2 separate regions of the Sus scrofa genome follow, and region 2 is linked to region 1. Evidence: chromatin contacts called from public Hi-C data. All regions are on one chromosome and are shown on one strand. The core of a region is the stretch at or near the end of the contact, and the rest is flanking DNA. Distances in the headings are between cores, read along the strand shown. Region 1 holds the start of RNF215 (RING finger protein 215). Region 2 holds the start of MTFP1 (mitochondrial fission process protein 1).

Region 1 (2,618 bases), core at 77-2,576:
CCGTGGGTTAAGGATCCGGTGTTGCCGTGAACTGCGGTGTAGGTCACAGATGTGGCTTGGATTTGGTGTGGCTGTGGCTGTGGCATAGGCCAGCGGCTGCAGCTCCAATTTGACCCCTAGCCTGGAAACCTCCATATGCCAAAGGTGTGGCCCTGAAAAAAAAAAAAAAAAAAAAAGAAAATCAATTGGCTATAGATGTCTGGGTCTATTTCTAGACTCCCAATTCTATTCCATTTGTTTACATGTCTATCTTTACTACGCTGTTTTTTGATCACTGTACCTTTGTAGTATGTTTACAAATTGGTAAGAATGAGTCTTAACTTTATTCTTTTTCCAATATGGGCTAGTCAGGGCCCTTTGCATAGGATGGGTTTGTCATTAGAGGAGTTCTCTTGTGGCACAGCGGGCTTGGGCCTGCTATGGCTCAGGTTCGATCTCTGGCCACTTCCACATGCCATGGGTGTAGCCAAAGAAAAAGTCATTACAATTTTAATTTTAGGAGTTCCCATCGTGGCTGAGCAGTTAATGAATCTGACTAGCATCCATGAGGATGCAGGTTCAATCCCCAGCCTGGCTCAGTGGGTTAAGGATCCAGTGCTGCCAGTGACTGCTGTGTAGGTCACAGAAGTGGTTCAGATCCTGTGTTGCTGTGGCTATGGTGTAAGCCAGCAGCTACAGCTCTGATTTGAACCTTAGCCTGGGAATCTCTATATGTCGTGGGTGTGGCCCTAAAAGGCAAAAAAAAAAAAAAAAAAAAAATTAATTTTATTGGGGATTGCTTTGAATATGTAGATGACTTTAGGTAGTATTGCCATCTTAACAGTATTAAGTCTAGCAATCCATTAACCCGAGCATCATTCCATTTCTTTAGGTATTCTTTTTTTTTTTTCCTCCCCAGGGCCGCAAGTAAGGGGATATAATGGACAACACTACGGAGCTGAGTTAGGCCTGGTCCCACTTTCTGCCCCTCTGGGACCCTTACCTCAATTTCCTCCCCAGCTCCACGCCCTCCCTGCCCGCCTCCAGAGTTCTGTCCGGTGGAGAAAGGGAGGCCTAGGCCAACCCTGAGCGTCGGGCCGCTATAGAGAAAGGGCCAGCGTCCAGACCTCTAGACATTCCTCCAGACAAAACGCAACAAGTTCAAATCACCTACTGTCTGACTTGAGTATGGTGACCTCGCACCGCCCAGATCCAGCGTCCCAGACCTCCGCCGCCGGTGTTCTCCGCGGCCACCAGGGGGCGCGCGCAGCCCGGTCTGGGCAGGAGAGCCGCCTAGAGCCCACGCCGCCTCCCGGAGCCCCGCCCCGTCCGGCCACGGCCCCGCCCCCTCCCCTCCCAGCGCCCCGCCCCGTCCGGCTGAGGCTTCGCTCCCCAACCCCGCAGCGTTCGGGACCCCGGGATCTCTGTGCGGCCTGCTCGCCGGGTCCGGCCATGGGCCCCGCCGCTCGCCCCGCGCTGAGGTCGCTGCCACCTCCTCCTCCGCCGGCGCCGTCGCCCCTGCTGTTGCTGCTGCCCCTGCTGCCACTCTGGCTGGGCCTGGCGGGGCCCGGGGCCGCGGCGGACGGCAGCAAGCCCACGGCCGGGGCGGGACGGGGCGGGGCCCGCGCGGTACGGGTGGACGTGAAGCTGCCGCGGCAAGACGCTCTGGTGCTGGAGGGCGTCCGGATCGGCCCCGAAGCAGACGCGGCGCCCCTGATGGGCGGCCGCCTGATGCTGGTGAGCGCCGCTGAGCCCTATGGCCTCCGGCCCGCTTTAGACCTTGTGCCCAGATCCAGCCTTCGTCCTGGACCAAGCCCTGGCAGCCCAGCGCCTCTTCCTCAGGCTGCCAAGGCCCCCAGCGTTCAGGTTTCCAAAATCTGAGATCAGATGTCTTCCCCTCCAAATTCGTCCCCAAACCCTGGCCTTGCATCCTCTGTGTGCCTGATCCCCCTTCCTCCCCCTCTCCCTCTATCCACGGTCCCTCACCCCACAGATGGACGTTGTGGATGCTGAGCAGGAAGTGCCCAGAGAAGGCTGGATTGCGGTGGCATACGTGGGCAAGGAGCAGGCGGCCAGATTGACCAGGAAAGTCAGGGCAGCGGCCCACAGGCCTATCCCAAGGCTCTGGTTCAGCAGGTGCAGAGGGTGTATGTGAAAAGGGGGCTAGAGGAGGGTTTTCAAGGCAACTACTAGAGCCAGACCACCTGGTTAGTGGTGGGCCGGTAAGGAGCCTTCAGAGAAGCCCTGGGCCTGGGTAGGGCCAGGGACCCTAGTTTGTAGAATCTGGGTCAGTGTGGTTGGCAGCAGGGAGGTGGGAGGAGGCCAGAGAGTCAGGAAGCTTAGTCAGGGAGTGCCTGCTGGGGTGGGCCCTGCTTGGACCAAGGAAGGCCCTGTATTGTTTGGGTCCCATAGAACATCTGAGGGGAAGGCAGGAGGCATAAGGGTTTCGGCCTTTGACCTCAAGGAGCTTATAGTCTATCCAGAGGAAATGTTCTCTCCAGAGATAAGAACAACCGTGGCCATAGGTAGTGAGACGCATGTGTGGGCAAGTATATGTGTGTGTGTGAGCCTTTGCCTCTGTCCTGCAGATGCGGAGGGCGCTCTTCCTGGGAGCCTCTGCCCTGCTCCTCCTCATCTTG
Region 2 (2,618 bases), core at 51-2,550, 35 kb before region 1:
CAAGCAGGACTGTGGTGTGGAATGCACCAGGCCAGGCTGTGGGGACTCGACTGTGCCACAAGGGACTTAACCATATGCAAGGCTGTAGACTGACCACAAGGGGAGTGGACTGGGGTGGGGGTTGAGGGGCAGGTTAACACTTACATCTCTTGCCTTCTTGCCTTTGTCAATGGCATCAGCCAGCACATAGGAGCTGGACACACCATAGCTCAGCCACACAACAGCTGTTGGCACCAAGGAGCGGAAGGCCTCCCCTACCTCATTGGCATAGCCTGGTGGTGGAGGAATATTTAATTCCTGAGCGGTTGGGTTGTTCCACAAGAGGGCACTAGAGGGAGATGGTTCTTATCTCAGCCTGCTAAGCAGTAGCTGGATGACCTTAGACAAAGTGACTTTACTCCTGTGAGTGTTTCCCCACCTGTAAAATGACACCCATGATGCTCACCTGGACTCTTTCCTTATGGGAGAGCTGAGTACTGTCTCCATTCTCACAGCCTACTTGCCTTAATAGTCTGGGTTCTAGAAGCATGTGAGCTGGCTGGGGGGACAGGCAGTGAGAGAGACTAAAGGCAGCCCCTCTGACGGGGAACTCGCTAAGTGCCAGGCCTTTCTGTACCTTATCTCATTGTACCCTCACAACTACCACCCAATGAGAGAGACCTTGTGCTCATCCCTTTTTGCTGAGGAAGAAACAAGCTTAGTCAGAGCGACTGATCCAAGATGAGAGTTCAAGTGCCCTGACTACAGCCAGTGTCCAGTCATTCCACAGGGGGCAGCCCACTCATCCCCATCCACCTACTTGGGCTGCAGCTTCCACCTGGGAGACAGACCAGCAGAGACCGTGAGGGCCGGGCTGGACAGGCCAAGCTGTGTGATCTTGAGCCAGTCCAGAACCCTCTCTGAGCCCAGTCTCTGCCCCGGCTGAATGAGAACTACAGCCCTCCCACGTTCGCCATGTCCCTGACCGGCGTCTGGGAACCCCTGCTTCCCAGCCACGTGGTGTGGGGGTCGCCGTGCCCCTTGCCCCGTGCTCACCCAAGTACCGCACCCACGTGTCCCGGAAAAGGTCGCGCTCGGCCCCCCGCGGGGGCGGCTCAGACATGACGCTTCCGCCTCGGCTTCCACTAGCGCTCCTGTCTGCGGCTGCGGGACCGGCTTAAGGTCCCAGACTGAAGGACAGGTCGTGCGGTCCCCACCAGCAGGGAGCGTCTGCAAATTCCCTCGCGCACTGGCGCCCCCCTCCCAAGCTTGGGTTTTACAGATTAATTTTCATCACGTTTTCTCTGGGGTTGAACGGTTGCGCGATCCTCTCTCAGCACTGACTGTAGTGTTGGAGCCAAAGAGACGCAGGTTCAAATACCGGATGCTACGCTTCATAGCTGTGTGACCTCGAGCAAGAGTCTGTACTTCTCTGCACGTCACTTTATTTGTTAGATAGGAAACAGGATGGGTTTACTCCTGGGGCAGTTTCGAGGATGAATTACACTCATCATTTATCGAGTTTAGTGCCAGCCAGACTGTTGGCTAAAGACTCCAGATGGCTTACTTCTTTAAACCCTCCCCTCAGCCAGGCATAAACCCCACCCTCCTTTTACAGATGAGGAATAGAGATAGAAATAATTGGTCACTTTCCCGGGTCCTACGACTGCTGAGTAGTGAAGCCGACATTTGATTCCAGGCTGTGAGGCTCTAGTTCCCATGCTCTTAAGGTAAGCTCAGTAAATGAGACTGAGGGAGTGTATGTTGAGAACCCGAGTGAAACTCTGAATCCTTTGGGGTATCAGCAAACAAAGACACAGCTTTTAAAGACAGGCAGTCCTGGGTTCAAATTCCAGTTGTGCCGCCTATTAACTGTCAGCCACGTCTGTAAAAAAATGAGTAGCTAATACATACTGAGCGTACACTAAGCGCTCTGGCTGTAGTTTCCTTGAGTCTTTGCAATAACCCAAAACAGTAAGCACAGGGCTGATGCAGTGTATCCAGGAGGCGCTCATCATCAAATAAATATCCTAGACTCCCTATTGTGGGCCCTGTTTTCAGGCGTCTCTATTTTGGTGGGATCTTATAAGGCAGCCAGTTCATTGGTGATCTGGCAGGAAGCTTGTTTCGGAGCCCAAGCTGATCCCTAGCCCCGGAAATACTGGCAGTGCACGCGCGGAATTGGGAGACGGTCCCTAACACCACGTGACCGTTGCTTCTCAGCCAACCTCCCACTCCGGGCCTGCCGCAAGCGCTGCAAGGACTCGCCAAACCCGCACTTGTTAGCTTGCCCTGAGAAGCCCGAGTGGGGCGGAGCCTCCGCTCTGACGGTAAAGGAAGTCAGGAGTACACTTAGTGCCCTCAGCAAAAATGGCGGAAGATGCGGCCTGGGCCAATCAGGAGGCAAGCTGGCCATCCCGGCGCCGTGAGAAAGCGCTTAAGCAGCGGGCTGTTTTTGCACATGCGCCCCGCTTAGTAGCGGGTAAACGCTGGGCTCCTAAAGTGGAGGTTTGACTGAGGGACCGCGAAGAGCGAGGCGGAGGTCACTGACTGCTACTCCCCGTGCACTGAACATTGCTTTATTCATTGGGTTAATTTTCCTAACAGAGCGTTGTAAACCAAGGTCAGGATGTCCTGAA

Evidence for each region. Hi-C and Micro-C count contacts between places; a contact is called where the count stands out from the background.
Region 2: a Hi-C map of liver shows a contact between it and region 1, with 1.6 times the contacts expected there. The contact joins the promoter of MTFP1 here to the promoter of RNF215 in region 1. A contact is called at or near these places in 1 of 5 promoter capture datasets (liver), 24 of 47 Hi-C or Micro-C datasets (alveolar macrophages, blood, brain and 10 more) and 2 of 2 datasets of contacts at active chromatin or transcription factors (alveolar macrophages and skeletal muscle).

What each region holds. Positions count from the first base shown.
Region 1 is chr14:47,355,899-47,358,516 of Sscrofa11.1, reverse strand. RNF215 (RING finger protein 215) reads left to right here and starts at 1,326. Exons shown (of 10, transcript XM_005670838.3): 1 at 1,326-1,716; 2 at 1,973-2,057; 3 at 2,060-2,115; 4 at 2,568-2,618. The coding sequence starts at 1,432.
Region 2 is chr14:47,391,260-47,393,877 of Sscrofa11.1, reverse strand. MTFP1 (mitochondrial fission process protein 1) reads right to left here and starts at 1,300. Exons shown (of 5, transcript XM_001929262.7): 1 at 1,036-1,300; 2 at 145-272. The coding sequence starts at 1,102. It also overlaps a transcript of SEC14L2 not described here.